Linked DNA regions of Sus scrofa: all the other regions are linked to region 3. A link is a contact called in public HiChIP or PLAC-seq and promoter capture Hi-C data. All regions are on one chromosome and are shown on one strand. The core of a region is the stretch at or near the end of the contact, and the rest is flanking DNA. Distances in the headings are between cores, read along the strand shown.

Region 1 (3,348 bases), core at 422-2,921, 720 kb before region 3:
AAATCAGAGACCTTCTGTCTAGCAACTAGAAGGGCACTCAGAGGGGTTGTACAAAATGGAAGGGTTTTATAGGAAGAATAGGGCAAGGGAGCTATTAGTAAAAGAAAATAAAAATTATTTTTTTATGCCCTAACATCTTTTTTGGAGGGAGAAAACTGGCAAGGGTTTTATCATGCAGATTGCCTCTTCTTCCTCTGGGGAATGGTGAGGGTCCATGTGACAGATTACTATGTGACAGCATCTCATTGGTGCTGGCCAGAGAATTCGAAACTGGTTAAGATTACATTTATGGTGAAGGCTGAAACTGCAATTAGGTTAGGTATTAAATCTAGGTTTGGTATCATGGGCTTTAGCACAAGTGACACCATTTTGGGCCTGTGGGTTTTCTTCTTAACAGAACTCAAGGAGGAAAGGAGGCAGAGCAAGGACAGGCTTATAGAAAAGGAAGCAACAGCCGTAGGTTTGTGGGGCCCAGGTTGGAAGTGTTCTCTGGAGGATGCGTATGTGGGCATGATGGGGTGGGGGCTGCACTCTGCTTGCTTTGTTTTTGCACTTTTTTGAAAATGAGACCTGATCATTCACAGCACTTTTCTAGAGAACCTACTAGAACTAGGCTAGGTGAGAGGCCCAGAGAGGGTGTGTCCTCCTCCAATGGGCATCTGAGACCCAAGCTGCAGCATAGGCTGAAGTCTCTGGTACTGATTCTCAAGTAGGAAAGTTTCCACATTCATTGAGCACCTCCGAGACCAGGCACTGTTCAAGGGCCTGGAGCAAAAAATAAAAAGTCATAACCATTGTCATCAAGGGGTCACAAGTCCTGTAAATACTTCCAGAGGATTTATCTCCTAGGCCCCCAGTGGGATCACCAATAGATGCTGTTTCTATAAAGTACACAACGGTTGGCATAGTATAATGTTGGAAAATTGCCCCAGGAGACAAGGCTCAGAATGGGAAATAAAATTAGGAATGTGGCGGGTTCTAGCTCCAACTCTGCCAGTCTTCACTCTGAACTTCGGTTTTCTGAACCTTGAGATCTGTTGCGTGCTTTTTAGTACGCTGAGGAATCACTTAGGAATGCTTGTTAAAATAAAGATTCCAGAGTCCAATCGTAGTTTTTTGAATCAGAATGGCTGGATGTGGGACCGCGAATCTGCATTTTTACACCCCCAACTTAGGGGCAGTTTGAGGTAGGCAGTTGCACCACAGTTTGAGAAGTACTGCTTAATAGGAAGATAACGACCTGCCCTAGCGACAGGCCTGGAGAGCGATTCAGGAGCTAAGAAGGCAGCATGAATGAAAGCCTTGTCAAAGGGAAAGCAAACCAATTTTTGCAAATAATAGTAATCCAATAATACAAATAATATCCTAAAAATCCAAATAACGATACTACTACTAATTGTAAAAGAGATGGAGAGCGCACCGCAAAGGCACCGCAGTCTGAGTCTGTACCATCAACTGGTCCACAAGAGCGAAGTCGGCGCGACACTGTCCCTTTAAGACGAGCCCGCCCCACTCCCCGTCTCACCCGCCTCGGGGCGTGCGGGCCGGCGGGCGGCGCGTGCGTGCTGGCAGCCATCGACCGGCCGATCCTCCCAGCCGGGCGGTCGCGGCGGCGCGACGCCGGCGCTTGTTGCGTGCGCGCCTGGCCCCGCCCATTGCCCGCCCCTTCCCCTCCCCCTCCACGGGCCTCCCCCGCCCGCGCGGTACAGCTGGGCCAGTGACGCGGAAACTGCTGCCGCCGCCGCCGCTGCCGCCGCCGCGTTCCATTCTCCTAAGCCGGCGACAGCCTGTTTCCCGACTCCCGCTTCCTCGTTTTGCAGCGCCGCCCGGCGCCAGCCAGACCAGGGTACGCGGGGTCTCGCCCAGACCCTAGAGGGCTGCGGGTGCGCGCAGGCAGCGGAGCTGATCCTTGCGCGGTGGAAGGTGCGAGCGCCCCCATCCCGGAGGTCGCCACGCCGTTCCCCGGGTGAGTTGTCACCGCGGCCGAGGGGCGGCGGGGGCCGGCATTGTGTCACTGGACCGCTGGCTGGCTGTCAGGGGCGCAGGGCCAGCGCGCACCGCCCGGGAGGGATGCTGGGGAGCTGGGGCCGGCCACCCAACGTCCGCTGCTCTCCGCACTCCCCGCGCCGGCCTCGCTGTCACCTCGACGCCCGGCGGCGAGCCCTGCCTGTGCCGGCGTGGGCCGGCCTGGCGCGGGACTGAGAGGGCAGCGGGGTGAGCTGTGCCGGGCTTGGAGAAGGACTGGGCGGCCGGTTTGCGGCCGGGAACTTGGTGGCGGGGGTCTCGGCTCCTGGGGTCCTGCTATGGTCGGTAGTTCAGGACGGAGACTACGCTTTGCAGATCGCTGGAGTGTAGATAAATAGGCAGAGGCTGTCTTGCTGTTACTATTAGTGTTACTGTTTTGCACTCAGACCAACTAAAGCTTTGGGTCCTGCTCCGGGTAGGGTCGGCTTAGCGACGGTGGACCGAGGATACCTTGGAGCCCGGGTATGGAAGCCCCGGAGCTTTTTGGAGCCCCTGTGCCTGTTCTGGTCTTTAATCTCAAAAACTTTTCTTATTATCCGGGCTGACAGACACCGAAACCACTTCCTGTTTGTGTATGTAGACTTTCTATTTTACTTCTGGCTTTTAGGGACTCCAAATACTGGTTTAGGTCTGACCTTCCCACGGGGTTGTGACTGTGGGGCTGCAGAATTGGGAACAATTATCTGTAAGGAGATCAGGAAGGGGAAGTGGTTTTGGGGACTCTAAGACCTGGGAGAATAGAGGCATCAGAAACAACTCTTTGGCTGGTTCCAGGGAAGTTCACAGCTTGGCAAAGAGGCCTGATGCTGCTGTTCCCATAGAATGCCCCCTCGGTGGCAGACAGCTTCCTGGGTTCTTTTGCTCCTGCTAACTGTGCTTGTGTGTGCTCTGTAGAGAGGTCCAGTAAAACTACCCAGTTCAATTAAACTGTAGGTCTTCACTGCCTTTCTAGGTCTGCTGAGGTGGTGAGTGTGCCTTTTGTCCCTTTTCATTTCTCTTGTTTTCCTCAAATTTTATTGTAATATAGTTGACTTAAAATTTGTATTAGTTTCAGGTGTACAGCAAAGTGAATCACTTATACATAAATGTGTATCCATTTTTTTTTCCGTATAGGTTATTACAGAATGTTGAGTAGATTTCCCTGCACTATACAGTAGGTCCTTGGTTATCTATTTTATATACAGTAGTGTGTATGTGTTAACCCCATCCTCCTAATTTATCCTCCCCCGCCATGGTTTCCCCTTTGTGACCGTAAGTTTGATTTTGAAATCTGTGAGTTGGAGGGGAGGCTGGTCCTAGCTCATCGGTTCTTTTGAAATCTAA
Region 2 (3,196 bases), core at 282-2,781, 580 kb before region 3:
TTGCAGATAACTTTCTCTTATTGCAGCAAAAATAATGTTTAGTAACTGAAATCACAAGACGTTGCTTCTATATCCAACAAAGAATGTAGAAAACAATTGGAAGATTGATTTTTTTTTTAATTATGCAGAAAGCAAACAAATGCAATTAAATAAGTATTGGTTTGGGACAATTTGTGCATTATAAAATGCCTATGTTTTTCAGAATAGCAGCTAAAGGAGTTCCCATCGTGGTGCAGTCGTTAACGAATCCGACTAGGAACCATGAGGTTGCGGGTTCGATTCCTGGCCTTGCTCAGTGGGTTGATGATCCGGCATTGCCGTGAGCTGTGGTGTAGGCTGCAGACACGGCTCGGATCCCGAGTTGCTGTGGCTCTGGTGTAGGCCGGTGACTACGGCTCTGATTGGACCCCTAGCCTGGGAATCTCCATATGCCGAGGGTGCGGCCCTGTAAAGACAAAAAAATTAAAAAAAAAAAAGGGAGTTAAAGTAACTTTTTCATCAAAACTCTCTTTATGTCTGAATTCCTAAGCCTGCTGACTTTACTAGGAAAACGCAGAGTTAAAGATGTGACTGGCTGTTTCACACTCACTTTGAAAACACAATATATCATGTTTCTGAAGAATGGTAGACTTTGTGTTACAGTACAGAAACCTGAAGAGAGAGTTAACCAAATACCATTTGGATTTAAAAGTAGCTGGAAACACCATCTAGCCAGCACAGTCCTAGAGTAGTAGAAATACAGAGGCCTGCATTCTGGCCTCAATTCTACTTTTTTTTTTCATAGTTGCTCCTGTGGCAGACAGAAGTCCCCAGGCTATAGGTCAAATCAGAACTGCAGCTGCCAGCTTACATCACAGCCAGGGCAATGCCAGATTAGATCCGCATCCAAGACCTATGCCACAGCTTGTGGCAACGCTGAATCCTTAACCCAGTGAGCAAGGCCAGGGAGGGAACCTGCATCCTCATGGATACAAGGCCTGCCTGTAACCTGCTGAGCCACAAAGGGAACTCTTCTGGCCTCAATTCTAGATGGCCCAATAGCCGCAGTCTCAAGTTCAGTATTTCATGACCCCTAAACTTTCCATTTAAACAATACTGCACTTAGTCTTCTACCTATAACTCAGCCACACGTCCATGGTATGGTTAAAATATGCTCTTCAGCATCAAGGAGCGCCCTCCAAAGTGCAACCGTAATTTGCAAATGGTAAAGGGTCAGAGATGGTCAGATATTTTTGCAAAGTCTGAGTTACTTTCGCCCAGTACTCTTCAGGATATTTTTTAAAGCTTCAGATAATTTTTTTTTTACTCACCAGTCTTAGGGTATTTTTATGAGATAATGATGAAGCGAACGTCACAGTCCAAACGCTGCGAAAGTCTTTGAGGAGGACCCTTCCAGACCTGAGCGTCTGGGAGCCACGCCCACCCCAGTTCCCGCCCCTCGGCCACGCCCACCACGAGTGAGCGGTGCTCCCGCCCTCCTCGGGCCTGGGCCCCCAAGGGGCGGCTCCAGGGGCGGTCCCGGAAGTGACGCAAGACGCGCCCTCCATTTTGTGGAGCGCCGGAGCATCTAAGTGCGTCAGTTGTGGAGATACGTAGGCGAGTTAAGTCCTGGTCTGCGGGGAGGCAGACGGCTCCGTCGCAGACTACGGACCTCTTTGGGTCTCAGCTGCCAAAGATCCTGTCCGGTAGGTGAGTGGCTCACTTTGAGGGAAAGCCTTCTCGGATCGAGGCTTCTTCATGGCCGCTCAGATCGCGAGTGGTCAGGGCTGCTCTCTGTGCGGAGGACGGCGTCCACTGAGCGCAGTTTACTCGAGGTGGGCGCTGGGGCACGTCTCCCTTTGGGTATTGTTTGAGGGGACCTGACGGGGGAAGGGCGGTCGTGGTCCTGGTTATGGTGGTTTTTACACGGAGGGGTCGTGTGCCCCTCCCTGCCTCCTTATTTCACTGCCCGAACCCCGCGAGGAGTGGGCCGATACCTTTGTTCGGGGTGTGGCCGGGGCTGTCCGAGGGCGGGTACAATGACCCCGGCACAGTGGGTTCGGGGCAGGGGAGGGACCAGGGAGCTTGGCACGCGCGGCTCCCCACCGCTGGCTCCGAGGCGGCCATTTTGAGGCTGTTTCGCGGCCGCCCGCCGCCGTCTGCGCAGGCGCGGCGGTGGCGTCGCGAGATCCGGCTTCCACCCGCTGTGACGCTCCCGGGAGGCGGCGACGCGCGCGGCCCGTCGTCATTGGGCTGGCCTTGCGGAGGGCGGGGTCGGCTCCGCCCGCACTTCTCGGCCTTTCCTAACTGCGGCAGATGGGAGGGGGCCAGAAGAGCCAGGGAGAGTGTGCGGCTGCGCAGTTCCGGAGGCGGCAGTGGGCGTTGCGGTTGCTGCGGTCTGGGCCCAGGGAAGGATCGTGTTGGGAGCCGAGTTTTAATTTTGTCTGCAAGGGACCTGGCCTAATAAGAGGCACTCTTGGCAATCTTGTTTATAACATCACCGGGTAAACATTTTATTTTCTGCCGTTTATGTTTTTGATCCCTCGGCGAGGCATTCTTCCGACATTCACTGGTATTATCTTCATTGGATTATTTTCTGGCAGGAAGTACTAGCCGCACATCATGAGTGGCTGTCGAGTATTCATCGGGAGGCTAAATCCAGCGGCCAGGGAGAAAGACGTGGAAAGGTTCTTCAAGGGGTATGGACGAATAAGAGATATTGATCTGAAAAGAGGCTTTGGTTTTGTGGTAAGTATTTAGAAGTGGTTGAATTATCTGTTAAGTGAGTAGAGTTTGTGATAAGCGGTGCTTTTGATCTTATTAAGTAGAGTGTCTTTAGGGGAAATGTGCATCCTTAAGGCAGTGAGTTGTCTTAAGGGATAAAAGAAGCTCATTGCTGGCTGGAGGGAAACCACCCCTGGTGCTTCCTTTTTAAAATATATTTATTATTACACTTTTGTGGGTTTTTTGTGGGGGGGAGTAGTTGGCTGCGCTTGTGGCCTGTGGAAGTTCCTGGGCCAGGGCTCAAACGCACACCACAGCAGTGACATTGTGGGATCTTAACCACTAGGCTGACAGGGACCTACTGGTTGCTTCTTGATTAGGCTTATCAATATGGTATTGTCATTAAGATACTCCCTTTCCTATTCTTTCACAGGTATTTAGTGCTTTTGATGTGTTGTAGAATACACTTTTTAAAGCCATGTTAAACATATTT
Region 3 (3,079 bases), core at 285-2,784:
TTTCCAATTTTTCATAACAAGAAAAAAGACAGCATGGATGATTCTGAAAGCCACATTTTATGAAGAATAATCTATGAGTGGTGGACCAAGCTATATCAAAATACCTGATGAGGAAAGATGGACTGGTCTAGTGGTGATGGAAACAGGATTGAAAGGCGTATGCAAAACATTTCAGAGAGAGCCTATGATACTTGATGACTTGGAGACTCTTGAAATGACAGTATTTAGGAGAATTTACTAATCATTTGTCTATTAACAACAGCAGCAAACACACAGTGCTTACCACACAACGTTCTAAAGATCTTACATAGTTAGATTTCATTCTCATAACCCTAGTAAGTGTATTCTATTATCATGCACATTTTACTGATGAGAAATTAAGACTTACATCAGTAATAAAGTTCGTCAGCCAATAAATATCAAAGAACTAGTAAGAGGTTAGATTCCAGATTTGGACCTGTTTAAGCCAAAGCTAAAGCTCTCTTAATCGATACACTAGACAGCTGTAAAGGAAAGGCAACAAAAGCCAAGGCAGATAGCAGGGAGTAACGTGAAGAGCCTAGTGAAATGAAGGGCATCAGGAGGTAAGAGGACTGTAGGGGTCAGTGAGGATTTGGTAGTATCAGAATCAGTTGATGTGCTTGTGAAGAAAAGAAGCAAGGTAGGATGAAAGGAAGAAGGGAAAGAGGGAGGGAGGGAAGGAGGAAAGAGGGACGAAAAAGCCCAAAGAAACACCTGCATTGAATCCAAATTAACAGAAATGGGTTCTAGGAATTGCCCTTTTATTTTTTAAAGAAAACCCAAAAAAATCTTACATAACTTTGAGACGAAACCAGGTTTGGGAACTTCCCGAGTAGACCTCTAAGTCTCTTTCTGCTTTAGGATTCCGGGTGGTCCTCTAAATGAATTTCCCAAAAAAAATGAAAGGAGGAGGGAGGGAGGGATACTATCAGCAAGAAAACGGCTATGTATTTACAGTCCACACCGTTTATGCTCCCATTTTTACTAAACAGTCTTTCACGGAAACGGTGATAGAGTAGGCAATGGAAGGAGGGGTGTGGAGTTCACGGCCACGGTCTAGAAAGCAGGATTTTCCCGTAGCAGAAAGAAACCCCTCCTGACTATAAATACATGCGGTAATCCGACTGAAAAACGAGGTGGATTCCTCAGATCCGTCTCATGCTAACGCTGGATGCCAATATATTCTTCTATGAGCCCGCAAACACTGCATGCAACCACCAGGTTGGGGCCTGCCTTCTCTGAGGCCAAAAGAAATCTGGCTCTGCAGAAGAGGTGTCCGCTCTGCAATTACAGCCCCAAGTACCCGACTCTCGGCGATGACCACTTCTGCACATACCTGAGGGTCCTCTGGTGAGACTGATTTCTTCCTCAGTAACCAAATAATCCACTCTTCCGTTCATATTTTACTGTTTGTCTGGCTTCCCAACTTGAAGCAGCAACAGCTCGTGACGGGGGAGATGAAAATCCGCCGGGGGGCCTGGCGTCTAGCGCCAGAAGCCCAGCACTTTCAGTTTCAGCAGCCCTGGGGCCGGAAGAGGAAGTCTCGAGAGCGGTGAGCGCCAGGAATGCTGGGAGTCGTGGTTCTGACGGCCGCTGTGGCGCCTTCCTTCGCCAGGTGCAACCTGCAGGATGAGCAAGGGGCACGTTTCTAGCCTGATTTACTCTTGGGGGCGGAGTAGGGGGCGGGGAGGGATAGTAAAGGTAAGAGACATAATAAATAAATTGATATTGTCAAGGAAAAATGAAAACTAAGTTCTCCTGCCGTCTCAGAAAATCTCCACGGTTAAGAGGCAGTAAGGAGTTCTTGTTGTTAGTAAGCTTTGAACCGGACTGCGATAGGCGTCACAGGCAATCTGCTAATGCGATTTTTAAGACAGAAATTCACCCTTTTATACAGACATGAAGGTACCATTCATTATACATATGTTCTCATTTAAGAGGACTTAACACTGTTTGCCGTACATTCTTTGGTAGGTCATCCTTGAAGAGGCCGTTTGTGTTCATTAATTGCCATTATCCAAGGGAAAAGAAAACTTCTCTATTTCTATGTCAAGCAGGTACTTAGAGCTTAGAGCAAGGAGCCTAGGCTAATTCCTCTGTTCAGAGCAGATAGGGGACTCTCTTTCTTGGTTATTATATTTCAAAGAGCTGGCTCCTAGGACCTTAAGAAAAACTTTCCTGAGCTGTTCCTGGCGAGAGGCTTGTTTCACTTTTTATACATTTTATGTACATACAGAAGGGACAGGGGAAGGATTTTGTAATTACATGCCTGCTCAAGAAAACCCTCTGGGAAAGAGAGGGATAAAAGTCTCTTTCTTTTGGTAGAAAAAAAAATTTAAGTCCCTAGAATAGGACTAGTAAACACGGTAGCTTCTGTTGACTATTTAATCTGAATTTGCGTTAATTGGAACTACACGTTTCAGGCTTCCACCAATCCCTATGGTCTAACTCCAGGTTGTTCCTCAAACCAGAAGCTACTATGTTTACAAACAAAAACAAAACAAAGAAAGAGACAGATTCATTAAGAATTTTGCTAATTCGTATTTGCTAATCCTAAGAGAAGTGAATATGGAATAGTAGAAAGAACACAGGAGGTGATGTCAGAAGAGCTAATCTGAAGCTTCAGGTCCATTTTCTTCTAGTTGTCTGGGTTTGGTCAGGTAACCTAACACCTCCCAACCATGTTTCCCCACCTTAAAAAGGGCATGATTATAGATCCTTAATATTTGCTTAAAAGAGTAAATGAGATGAAATTTTTAAAGACAACTTCACAACTTCAAACTCAGATAAATACCACCCTCAACTTCCAGCCCTCTTCAACATTTATTGGTTGAATGAGTGAATAAAATGATCACATATGCAACCTACACCACAACTCACCACAACTCACCACAACTCTTGGCAATGCCAGATCCTCAACCCACTGAGTGAGGCCAGGGATCGAACCTGCATCTTCATGGATACTAGTTGGGTTCATAACCTGCTGAGCCACAACAGGAACTCCGAGATCGGAGTTTTAAATGTTTAGCTTAAAGTTCTGGTTCAAATAGAAGTGTGT

The links. Promoter capture Hi-C pulls out the DNA fragments that hold promoters and counts their contacts. HiChIP or PLAC-seq counts read pairs in DNA pulled down with a chosen protein or histone mark.
Region 1: a promoter capture Hi-C map of liver shows a contact between it and region 3, with 2.6 times the contacts expected there. The contact joins the promoter of SUSD6 here to the promoter of SYNJ2BP in region 3. A contact is called at or near these places in 1 of 5 promoter capture datasets (liver) and 1 of 47 Hi-C or Micro-C datasets (embryonic fibroblasts).
Region 2: a contact with region 3 is called in an H3K27ac HiChIP or PLAC-seq map of skeletal muscle, with 3 times the contacts expected there. The contact joins the promoter of SRSF5 here to the promoter of SYNJ2BP in region 3. A contact is called at or near these places in 2 of 2 datasets of contacts at active chromatin or transcription factors (alveolar macrophages and skeletal muscle).

Annotation. Positions count from the first base shown.
Region 1 is chr7:93,252,041-93,255,388 of Sscrofa11.1, forward strand. It overlaps SUSD6 (sushi domain-containing protein 6), which reads left to right and starts at 1,672. Exons shown (of 6, transcript XM_001926947.5): 1 at 1,672-1,966.
Region 2 is chr7:93,391,848-93,395,043 of Sscrofa11.1, forward strand. It overlaps SRSF5 (serine/arginine-rich splicing factor 5), which reads left to right and starts at 1,532. Exons shown (of 8, transcript XM_001927419.6): 1 at 1,532-1,814; 2 at 2,583-2,727. The coding sequence starts at 2,602. It overlaps LOC106504507 (a long non-coding RNA gene), which reads right to left and starts at 1,429. Exons shown (of 4, transcript XR_001298042.2): 1 at 1,311-1,429.
Region 3 is chr7:93,972,802-93,975,880 of Sscrofa11.1, forward strand. SYNJ2BP (synaptojanin 2 binding protein) reads right to left here and starts at 1,535. Exons shown (of 4, transcript NM_001244991.1): 1 at 1,358-1,535. The coding sequence starts at 1,421.